Linked DNA regions of Mus musculus: region 1 is linked to region 2. Evidence: chromatin contacts called from public Hi-C data. All regions are on one chromosome and are shown on one strand. Each heading gives the region's core, a stretch centred on a gene start, on an enhancer-like site or on the middle of the called end of the contact. The rest is flanking DNA. Distances are from core to core; before and after follow the strand shown. Region 1 overlaps Erc1 (ELKS/RAB6-interacting/CAST family member 1). Region 2 has its middle 21 kb from the start of Wnt5b.

Region 1 (6,085 bases), core at 2,037-4,536, 140 kb before region 2:
TTCCAAAAGTACAGAAAATTAAATCTTTTTAATTTTTCTTGAGCGTTGTGAACCTGTTTGTTGCTGAAGCAACCAGACTATAGAAGGTACTTAGTCATACAAACATAAGCAAAGAAAAAGCCAGTCCGCTGAAACATTAATTTGCAGGGTATTACTTCAGATTACTTTCATTTTCGTTTGGAAGCTATATTGCCAAATTTTACTCTAATTGTCCACAATTAAACATTTCTCTTCTTATGGCTTCTCTCCAACCTTGGCAACAGAAGTCCTGGCAGCAGGGTGATAGCTGCTGGGAACACATGTGCCCAGGTATTATTGGTGGCGTTTGCCTTTTCAGGCTTCACTTGGGAGTGTTGAATGATGATTACAGAGTGTATCTACCTACGCCTCTGACTTGATTGAAAAATTTTAGAAACAGGAAAACTGAGATTTCTTGAAAGAAGCATTTCATTCACACGGACGTTTTCTATCTCTTCTAAAGTTTGTCCAGTTACGGAAGATTAGTTAGATTAGAACCATGAAGACCCCAGAGTGAAGGTGTAGCCAACAAGTGTTCCATCCTGCCACCTGCCAGCCTGTCTCAGCTGCACTCATACTTCTAGTTCCCTTGCTGTTACACAAGTGATGTACTTTAGAGATGGCAAAAGCATTTTATAAATTCTTCACCCAGTTGAGCATATTCACTTTTTAAGTCATTTACTAAATTCTCTTTTGTCAGGATATATGACAGTATTGATTTAATGGGGGAACTGCACAATGTATAAAAAGTCAAAAAGTCTGCCAAGACTCAAAGTTATATTATAAAAAGGTGTTTTCTTTAGGTCTCTTGTCTGTGACTCTTGGGTTCTTCATAGATATGTCTGATAGTCTGGAGCCTAACAAAGCTGAGCTAGTATCAGGTACCATTAGCATATGTCAAAACTCAATTGGAATTTCCTCAATAGAAATTTCAGTGAACAGAATAGAAAACATATAGATGTCCCTAAGTTACACACATGTACCTTTAGACAGAGAGTACAGATATGAAAAATTAATCTCTTTAATGGCTCTGATTTATTTTGATTTCCTGATCCACTGGGACTAGTGACTATCTTCAGATAAACTAGTGAAGTTTGTCTCAGAAAAACTTCCCTGGAAATAAGCCCTCTGTTGTGAGCTCTGCCTATTAGGTATCATCCCATTGGGTTGTGCTTTCTTGACTTAATCTTCCCATACCTTTCATCTCTCCTGTGTTTGCCTTCTAAGTCATTGAACTTCACAACTGTATCAGCATGTTTCCTGTTCCTGTTGACCTTCATGCCTTATATTTTTGTAAGAAGCCTGACTTGTGAAGGCCCATGCATTCATCTGCAGCATTGAAGGCTTTCATTGAAGCCCTGGTAAGAATATCTATGTCCTAACCATCCGTAACTGTTTTCTCAGTTTCTGGACCACTGGCTTTTGCTCCTAGTGTGTCTTTTCTTTCCAGCTCAAGCATCCTAAACCTTGCTTTGATCTAGTTTGATCTAGTCTGTCTCCACCTTCACCCACTCTCATCATTGTTCCTTGCCTTGCGTTCCTCATACACCACGCTCTCACTTCCATTTGATTGTAGTTCAGTCTCTTTTTATTTCATCTTAGCCCATTTGTCTTGCTCTCCCTTCTGTCTCTATTCTCTTCCACTTTCTTGCCCATCATTCTGATAATTGTCTTAAGTTTCTAAATCCTTGTTCCTCTGTTAGATCCCTTTGTTACCTCCCTTTCCCCCATTAACATTTCAAATGGCAGAGGGGTCTCTTAATACAGCCCAAGATCCTTCTTTGTCTATTCTTTCTTCTCTGTCACGCTAGCATCTTTACTTCCTTGTTCTGGAGTTTCTGATATTCTGATAATTTAATTCTTTGGGGTATGTTTTCCCGTGTTACTGCTGTTGTACACAGGGACAACTATAATGCTTTTTTCTTCCCCATCTTAGGGCCTGGGACAACACCAGGACCTTGTGCTATATATTTTCATGACATCTTGTACTCTTTTGCATAGTATATTCTTGGCTTACAGTTAAGTTTTGTAATTGGTGACTGTAGCACACAGTATAGAGATAGTCTTTGATGCACAGCATGGTATCTTTCAGTGGTAGGAGTCAAGTATTTTTTTTGGCAGGAGAATAATGGAAGAAAGATACCTTGTTGGATGTGGGGATATGCCTAGGAATAAGTCAACAGGTATAATTAATTGTAGAAGCCTGTTGGAGAGCATTTCTTGGGAGTGCCAATGCACTTTAGTAGAGCAAGCTAACTGGGGGGAAGACCAAGTCAGGTGGCAGTCAACTCTGCTTCCTCTGGCAAAGAACTTTAGCCACTAACCCTTTTTCTTCCATAGAAATTATAATGATAGCAGTAATACCTATTTCATACAATTCCTGTGAAGCTATAGTAGCTAATACATATGAAAGATTTGGAACAAGGCCTTTCAGAGCAGTTAAACAAAGTAATATTTTCCTATTAGTCAAAGAAGCACCTCGCATTAGCAAGAAGTAATATTGGGAAAATAATTTGTAGTGTAAATAATATCATAAAGCTCTGTTAGTTAAATCCCCATTAGTAACAACTATAAGAAACCTAAAGTAGTAGTGAGGGAGGGAGGAGAGAGACAGAGACAGAGAAGGGAGGGGAGAGAGAGAGAGTTTTTATCTCCTCTCTCTCTCTCTCTCTCTCTCTCTCTCAGTCTCTCTGTGTGTGTGCCTGTGCCTTTATTTTTGTCTGTTTTTTTTTCTAAATATTTCAGATGTTTATCAGCCTTTAACTGTGTACTTTTCTTGTCTCCAGCTCCTCCTAAATTATACAACATGTTGAATCTCTCTTTTTTTAAAGACAGGGTCTTAAACTCATGGAGATTCTCCTGCTTCAGTCTCTGAGTGTTGGGACTAAAGGTTTACACCGCCATGTCTGGCTGCAGGTTACTTTAGAATCTTGTTGACATTGAGAAAGCTAATAGGCTTTTCATGGGACTGCTTTTCACTGCGCCTCTGCAGGCCTTAGGCCATCTTGAGGGCTGCCTTTTGCTTCAGTTTTGTTTTTACCACTCCTCTTCTCTTCTAGTCATTTTCTTCTTTTTCAAGCAGATTTATTCTTCCAAGGAGGTCCTACCATGATTCTGCATAAACAATATGAAAACTACAAAGTCTCCTTTGCTTTTAGCTATGGAGCAGAGGATGATGGGAAACGATGCTGACTGGAAGGTTCCCCATTGCTTTGCTTTCTTAAGGAAAATAGTCTGTGGTTGAGTCATACTTTGCTCCCTTTTTGTTTTGTATAAAAGTTTATTAGCTTGTGATTTAAACAAACCATCTGGTCCTGTTGGCATCACACACTGTCAGACCTGAGCTTTCGCCCTAATTTTACTGTAGACAGTTAGGTTATATGCTTGAATTCCAGTTCTGGCAGGGATTTTTGAATGTTTATCTTAAAACTTCTGCTTTTTAAAAATGGCTCTGTTACCCAAAGCACATTTAAAATGATGGAGAATTTCTTAATTGTTTAGTGTAAGATTTATCTCTCTGTTTCCTCAGTTGTCATACTTGCATTTCTCAGGGACAGTGACTCCAAATTTTCCAACAGCCATTGATGAGTGATTGGTCCTGGATAGCAGATTCACTAACTGAATGTGTTCTTTTGGGTTGCAGAAAGGAAACAGAAAACAGGATAATTCAAATTGACTTTCAGGGTTTTTTTTTTTTTCCTGACTTGTAGCAGACAGCAAATCAAGTGATTAGCTGGAAATCCTGGTTTCTGGGTACCATTCTTGCTTTGTGTATAACATTCATTACAGCTTATTTGGAGGTGCCGGAGTGATGGCTCAGCATTCCTGAGCATTTGCTGCGTTTGCAATGATCCAGGTGTGATTACCAACCCCCACATGACGGACGGCTCACAACTGTCCACAACTCCAAATCTGGGCGATCTGACATTCGCCTCCTCAAGCACCAGGCACACACATGCTACACATACAGGCATGTAGGCAAAACAGTCATCCACACTTTTAAAGTTTTATTTAGTTATTTATTTTATTTAAAAAATAAATCTAAGGAAAGAATAAATTTACTTGGATATATGTATGATCAGAGGCAGAAATACTTTATTAACCTACACTCAAATGCATAGGAAATTGGGCATTCTTTAAGAACATTGTACTTTACTAATACAGGAAACTCAAGAAGTTAAAGTTTTGAATTCAAGTAGAACATATTCAACATGGTGCACTAGACACTAGGAAAACAGTTGAGTGTTGTTAAAATACATACTTTTGTTAATGAGAAGCTAGGGGAAATACAGGAATAAGAATAGGCAGGGTTCAAAAGTAATACTTGGAAAACTCTTAGGCTTGCATTTGGGGCTTTAATTTGACAATAAGAAAGAAACAGCCCAGAGCAGCCCAAGGAGGACGAGCAAGTAGGCCACGACACCTAACCCTGCTTTTACAGGAGAGCAACCACAGCGTCCACAGTGGTTCTGGTGAGCTTGTTAGGAGGGAATGTACTCAGTAGATGGGATTTAGAATGCTTGTATTTTCTAACTACTAGTCCCTCAGCGTTAAATTAAAACGATAGGTGTCTTTGCCAGTAATTTGAACATTTAGAGTAAATTATCAATGCCAAGTAAAATAGTACTTGGCAACGCTTGTTAAATATGAGAATGAAAACCTGAAAAAATGAAAATTAAAACTTTCCCACAAATTTCAAGTCCAGAGATTTATATTGGTGTCTTAGAAACCTTAATGGGAACATGGCTCATTTGAGGACAGGTTTGCGGTCAGCAGTTACTTTGAAGACTGTTCATTTGGCAGTGCCAAAAGTAGTCTCAGCCTGTGTCACATCAGCTAACAATCCATTGCTCAAGGCAGCTCAAACAACCTAGCCAAAGTCAAGGTCTTCTCCAAGCCAGGAGATCATGGCAGCAGTGTGGAGGTACTATATGTGGTTTCTATAGAACAGTAGTTCTCAACCCTTCACAGGGGTAACATCAGACATTTACATTACGATGTATAACAGTAGCAAAAAAAAAAAAAACAGTTATGAAGTAGCAATGGAAATTTTATGGTTGGGAGTTCCCACAAAATGAGGAACTATTTTAAAGGGTTGAGGCATTAGGAAGGTTGGGAAGCTGTAGAGGAGTGGATAATTGGAACCACTAATTCAATCTACCAGGGATGCCAAGTAGGAAATAACCTGTGACATTTTGTAAAGTAAGGATTTATAAAACCGAACATAGTCATAAATCTTAGAATATATTCTTGATAAATTATGTTCCAATACTGTATCAAAAGATGCTGAGACAAAAGTAATAGATGCGTGCTGAACTGGGATAAGTGATTTGAATCCTTATTTGTGTGTAGCTCTGTGAAATTAAGAAAATAACAGAAACAAGCAGTTAGGGGTAAATTAGACTTGGGATTTCAAGAAATAAACTACATAGGTGGTCCTTAAATAATTAAAATAGCTTTATCCTCACATATTAGTATTAAGATAATCATACATGGGACTGGAAAATGGCTCAGGTGATAAGGATGCTTGCTTCCAAGTCTGATGACCTGGGTTTGATCCTTGGGACTCATGTAAGAACTGACTTCCTCAGGTATCCTCGAGTCCATTCACACAGTGTAGCATATTTTCTCTCAGAAAATAAAGACGTTATTTTTTAAAGAAGATAATGGAAGAAGTTCCTAAAAGATAATTGGGAAACTATATTGCAACTGTGAGTCATAGGTATCTCCTTTTGACACAATAGAAATTACGTGATCGTCTCATGATGGGACACTGTCCGAAAATAACAAAAAGTCAAAGCCCAGTCTTTGGAAATCTTTAGGCTTTAAAGTTTACAGGGAATCTGAATATGGAGGAACAAATTAAATTACAGTGTAAGGAAACTACCAAGTGAATCCAGAAAGTGTTGCAGGTTGTACAGGACGAGGGTATCATATTGTCAGGACTTTCATAGCATGGAAAATTAAAAGTGTAGATGACTTTACCTTTGTCTTCCGTGAATTGCCTTAGCAGTAATCTTATAAAGGAAAAGAGGGCGATGGAGGGGAACTCCAAACCCATTGACCA
Region 2 (5,681 bases), core at 1,486-3,985:
AGCCTCAGAAGGGGGAAGGCATTGGGGCCAAATGCTGGCTGGCAGTCCAGAGGAAACAGAAATGATGGTTAACCTGCTCACTATCAGGATGAATATAGTCACATGGTCTCCTGCTCTGTTAGGCTTTGGACACCATTAATTTCCTGGAAAACCAGCAGTTAATTACTTAATGTCCTAGCCACCTTTAGGTTAAACTTTACTGGGAAGGAATGATAGGAGCTGGTAGCACCTTGTCAGTGTTATTTGGTACATAGATCACCCCTTTACTGTGTCAATGTGGGAGTAGACAATTGACCCCACAGCACACAGTGGTTCATGGGGTACCTTGGCAGGTTTGTGTGCCCCCAAAGTTCATGTGTTGGAAACTTCCAAATTTGTGTTGATGGTGTTAGAGGTAAGGCTTTTGGAAGACAATTCAGTGAGTTCATGAAGTTGGCATCCCATCATGGGGAAAAAGGCCCTAGCTGTCACAGTAACCATCACCAATGTGGTGTCTTCTGCTGTGTTAGCATGTACAAAGACCCTACCAGATACAAGAGGATGGCAGCCCCATCTGTTCCCAACCAAGCCAATCTTTCTTCCTAAAGAACTGCACTTCGACAGCATGTTACAGCATCAGTGAGTGGACTAAGATACAGGCACACAGAACACCCACAGCCATGAGCAGGCCCACTGTCGAATGTTATTCTCTCCAGGCTGGTTCTACAGCAGCTGGCTGACCCTCCCACAAGGCCCTGCCTGCTAGGAGGAGCTGTCCTGAAGTGAGGCAGACAGAAGACTGGCCCTACTCAGACAAAGAACCAGCACAAACCTTGACCATGAAGGCAGGTGCACATGGAGCTCAGATGTAGAACAGGTTCCCAGCTAGGCTTTGCTGCCATCAAAGTGTGTGGCCTCATCCCTGGTTATGTCACTTAAGCCTTTGACCTCCAGCCTTCACATGTCTGTAACATGCAAACAAAAGGATGTACCACCTAAATGTCTCAGAGGTCCAGCACTTGCCTAGTGTGTGCTATCTGTGGGTTCCACTCCCACAACATCAGCAGGAGAGGATGCACAAGAAAGCATCAAGCCCGGGTCAATAAAAGGGTGTGCTTGACACTTAACAGTCATTTGTTATAGTAAATCACTTCAAAGCCAAAGCTTGCTTTGGAAACCCACGGCAACCCATGGAGATGCTGACAATGTGCATTGCCCTTCAGGAAGGACGCTGCTCTCTGGGCAGACCTGCTTCCTCCTTCCAGGGCCACCTCGTGCCATCTGAAATCCCCCAAATAGAGAAATCAGCCAAGGATGAGAATGCTAGAGCCTAAAACATGAAGTTTCCCAGAGAAGGGAAGGGGGCACCACCATCTTCCCTCTTATATGTCCCAGTCTGCCTCCTGGTGACTGTGGCCTGCTTTCCTGCAGTTCCCTGAGTGTAGGCCAGAGTTCCTCCCCCAAGGGAGTTACATGCCAACAATCATATTGTTTCTGCTTTAGGAAGCAGGAAGCCCAGATGCCAATGGGCATGCCTGAGCATCGGGGCCTCACTGCCCCCATTTACAAGGATGGGAACCCAAGGATGCCTCCTCTGGCTTTCCATTGCTGTGACAAATGAGACAGAGGGACCCTGGAACCCAATGTGAGATTATCTGGCCTGGCCAGGCCATCCCATCGTGGAGTTCTAGCCACAGCAATGCTGACAGCCCATTGCAACGTTTCCAAGCTCCCTGTGCAGACTCCAATGTGCAAGGATGCTTAAGAGTATTCACCCTTAGGCAAACATAGCTGTTCACCCTTCAGCCACAGAGTAAGGCGCCTTGATCTCCGCCTCTCTCCTTCCAAGACAAGTAGCCTGCTTTCCTTCTCCCATCTCCTCGTTGACCACACACCCTTGTAAACAAGGACTGTTCTTTCTCCTGGGTCCTCCACAGGCCTATGCACAGATCTGAGCTTACCAAGCAAATAAAAGGACTTGCTTACCTGGAAACTTCCCAGTAGTTTCTTATCCCAACGTGTTCATTCCCCGCAGTTGGCTCAGCTTTCACTCCGGCTTCCTGACGTCAGGTGGGAGATGTTGTCCGCCCCCCATCCCCAGCCCCAGCCCATGGAGCTCCTAGTAATGCTACTGTGGTGGTGAGCCACAGGTGGAGCCTGTCTGTCCTGATAAGCAGCTGGGAGGGAGACAGCTGGGCTCTGACCCTGGTGCTCATGGTCCTGGGTGAGGCTCTCACCATCTGGGGCCTCTTCTCCTCCCCTGTTCCAATTCCCTGAGCCTCCCAGCCAGCCCCCAGGAATTCCCACAGAGGTTTCTAAGAAGCTGAACCTGCCTTGAGGAGAGGGAACAACATCGTGGAATCCAGTGTGCAGGTAACGTTGGTCTTCAGGCGGTTTTGGATGTCCTGGAAACTTGCCAGGGATTGCAGTAGAACCAGCGTCCTCCTGAGCACGGGTGCGCGCAGCGTGGCACCCAGCGTATGTGCACAGCTGTGCCGATGCATGCACAAGAGGTGTCGGCCAAGCAAGGGTCTCCATATTAAGGAGGAAATGAATAAACAAGGTCAACATTTTTGTTTCCCTCCGAGGCTTGCAAAGAAGGTGTTAAGAGCACAAGATTTAAATCATAAACTTGGTTAAAAGGCAGACGGCCTAATGTGTGACTCTTGCCAACTTGGGCGTGCTCCTTGGGGTAATGCTACACTGAGCTAATGCAGGAGGAATCGTGGGAGGAAAAGGCAGGCTGGGAGCAAGCCGCAGCGTCAACCAAGGGCAGACCAGCTGGAGCCCGAGGGCCTCAGTGCCTCTTCCTAGTTCCCCTCCTACAGTTCCCTTGACTGATAGAGTTTCTGTTGGGCCTAAAGGACTTACAGCAAGGTAAGGGAGACACAGAACAGGCCCAAATCACCCATGGAACAATTGCCTAAAGAGCAGGAAAGACAGTCAGCAGGCCTGCCAGAGCGGGACACGTCACCTCTGTAGGCTCCCATTCTGTCTCTATTCACCTCAAAAGACAAGGCGCCTCTTCCACGGGTGTGGGAGCTGTGCTCAGCATTGCACAAGGTGCATGGGTGAAGGTGAGTTCCCTGCTTGGATGGAAACTGAAACGAAGACATAGTCCTACAGTGACTATACTATTTGGGACAGGGTGAGGGTAGCCAGAAGAGCATTATAGGGCCAAGAGTCATGCTTCTCTCCAGCCCAAGTCTGCTCCACACTCCCCTTAATGGCCCTACCAGGCCCAGGTTCCACTCAGCCCAGCTTCTGGTCTTAGCACTTACTTTCCAACACTCAGAACTCATAAAGACATCTCTGCCCTACTAGGTCCCTGTGATTTTGTGTCATTGAATCTGCAGGCATTTCACCTTTCCCATCCTTGCCTGGGCAGACGGCTCACTCACATCCTTCCCTGTGCACCTGGAATAGGGACCATTCTGGTCTATTCTTTAAAAATAAATGTGAGCGGGGAGGTGGTGGTGCGCTCCTTTGATCCCAGCACTCAGGAGGCAGAGGCAGGTGGATCTCTGTAAATTCGAGGTCAAGCCAGCCTGGTCTACAGAGTGAGTTCCAGAGAAGCCAAGGCTACACAAAGAAACCTTGCCTTGAAAAGCAAAACAATAGCCGGGCGTGGTGGTACACGCCTTTAATCCCAGTACTTGGGAGGCAGAGGCAGGAGGATTTCTGAGTTCGAGGCCAGCCTGGTCTACAGAGTGAGCTCCAAGGACATCGAGGGCTACACAGAGAAACCCTGTCTCGAAGAAAAAAAAAAGAAAAGAAAAGAAAAGAAAAGAAAAAGAAAACAACAACAAAAACCAAACCAAACCAAACAAAATATACTATGTCTGCCATGCTCATATCCCTTTTGAGACAGGGTCCCTTGTTGCTGCAGACTTGTTGGTTAAGTTGCCTCAGCCTTTCCAGCATTGGGATTTCCCGTGCATACAACACCCAGTCTTTTCTGTGGGTGCTGGGGATGGAACTAGAGTCCTCGTGCTTGTGCACTAAGCACTGTACCCACCATTCTATGCCCTCGCCCCCCCCCCCACTATTCACAGTGTGAGCGAGCCCCTCCCAGCTCTGACATGAGAAAGCATGATACCTCAAAACAGCCTTAGAGGAGCTGGAAGGATAGCTTGGTGGTTAGCTGTCTCCTGAGAGGCTCTGCCAGAGCCTGACCAATACAGATGCAGATGCTCGCAGCCACGGGGAACCCAATGGAGGAATTATGGGAAGGACTGAAGGAGCTGCAACCCCACAGGAAGACCAACAATATCAACCAATCAGACCTCCCTGGAACTGCCAGGGACTAAACCACCAACCAAAGAATACACATGGAAGGACCCATGGCTCCAGCTGCATATGCAGCAGAGGATGGCCTTATCTGGCATTAATGGGAAGGGAGGTTCTTGGTCCTGTGAAGGCTCAATGCCCCAAGTAGGGGAATGCCAGGGCAGTGAGGAGGGAGTGGGTGGGTGAGGGTGTACCCTCATAGAAGCAGGGGGTAGGGGGAATGAGGTAGGGGCTTTGCGTAGGAGAAACTGGAAAGGGGATAACATTTGAAATGTAAATAAGTAAAATAACCCCCCAAAAAGAGTGCTTCCAGCTTTTACAGAGGACCAGAGTTCAATTCCCAGCATCCATACCAGGTGGTTCACACTCACTTGTAACTCCAGCTTCAGGGCTTCTTATGCCCTCTTCTGGCCTCCGTGAGTACCTGCTTGCTAGTGTACCTATACATCCAGAACATCCAAAGAGACACACCCACACCAATAAATGTAAGTTTTTACTTTTTTTTTTTTTTTTTTTTTTTTTTTTGGTAGCATGGGAACTATGAGGGAGAGAGAGAGTCTTAGTTCCTGGATCCATCTACACTGCTGCTCTGGCTTGTCAGGTCTTCAGGGAACTGGCCCTTTCTGCTTGCACAGAGCATTATCATACTGTGCTGTTAAAACCACTAGTCCAGCTTGGGAGTGGCCACCTAACTCTCCCAGGACTGGGTACCACTGCCTGGAGTCTGAAGCCCTGAATATCTGTCTGGAGCTTGGGTGGTGCTGAGTTCTTTTTAACCTTTAGAATCACTTCCCAAATACATGTATTTGTAGGTAAATAAATAGCCCATGGGATTTCTCTCTCTCTCTCCCCAGGGCTTCTATTAAGGTCATGTATGTGAATTCCTGTTCTTCAGAGTGGCAGCTGGAAAGGAGACACAGCTCACAGTGACAATGACCACTTGCCTGTGAAGGCACCAAGCAGAAACATCCAGGGGTCAAAAGACCCTGTTTGTACCCTTCCTCCTTCTCACCCCACCCCCACTTCCCACCCTGCACCTGCCTGCCATGGGGCTTCTTGAGACTGTCCCATCTCATGCCTACAGAACACTTGCCTAGCAACTGCCTCATTTTCTTTCCCTCATTTTTTTCCTTAGCACGCGCACGTGCACACACCCACACCCACCCACCCACCCACCCACACCACCACAACAAAAATGTTTCTTCTCCTCCTCTGTGCACAGTGATCAGGGCCAGGAAACAGACGGAAACGGTGCTGGCCTGTAGGCCAGACTTCTCCTCCCCGCTAGGTTGTGGACCAGGGAGGATCGCAAGGTCAAATCTACTCCCAGAAGGGCCGCAAAGGAATGTCTTCTGGATGTCTGGTACATAAGTCCCAGCTGTTTGCAGCTGGGCTGAACTGGTGGAGGAGTT

What was found. A called contact is a pair of places that touch in the nucleus more often than the background predicts.
Region 1: a contact with region 2 is called in a Hi-C map of uterus, with 2.9 times the contacts expected there. The contact joins two enhancer-like sites. A contact is called at or near these places in 2 of 39 promoter capture datasets (cranial neural crest and frontonasal cranial neural crest), 9 of 484 Hi-C or Micro-C datasets (the HL-1 cell line, Sertoli cells, cortical glia and 4 more) and 4 of 115 datasets of contacts at active chromatin or transcription factors (cardiomyocytes, double positive thymocytes, embryonic stem cells and 1 more).

Annotation. Positions count from the first base shown.
Region 1 is chr6:119,702,287-119,708,371 of GRCm38.p6, reverse strand. All of the region lies in intron 16 of Erc1 (ELKS/RAB6-interacting/CAST family member 1), which reads left to right. Among named protein-coding and RNA genes, the nearest start is that of Erc1, 140 kb to the left of the region's middle. Within about 2 kb of position 3,286, at least 3 of the 459 cell types and tissues checked have an H3K27ac peak or open chromatin away from gene starts, as enhancers often do. A contact at or near this core is called in uterus, where this site is marked.
Region 2 is chr6:119,562,660-119,568,340 of GRCm38.p6, reverse strand. No RefSeq gene overlaps it. Among named protein-coding and RNA genes, the nearest start is that of Wnt5b, 21 kb to the right of the region's middle. Within about 2 kb of position 2,735, at least 26 of the 459 cell types and tissues checked have an H3K27ac peak or open chromatin away from gene starts, as enhancers often do. A contact at or near this core is called in uterus, where this site is marked.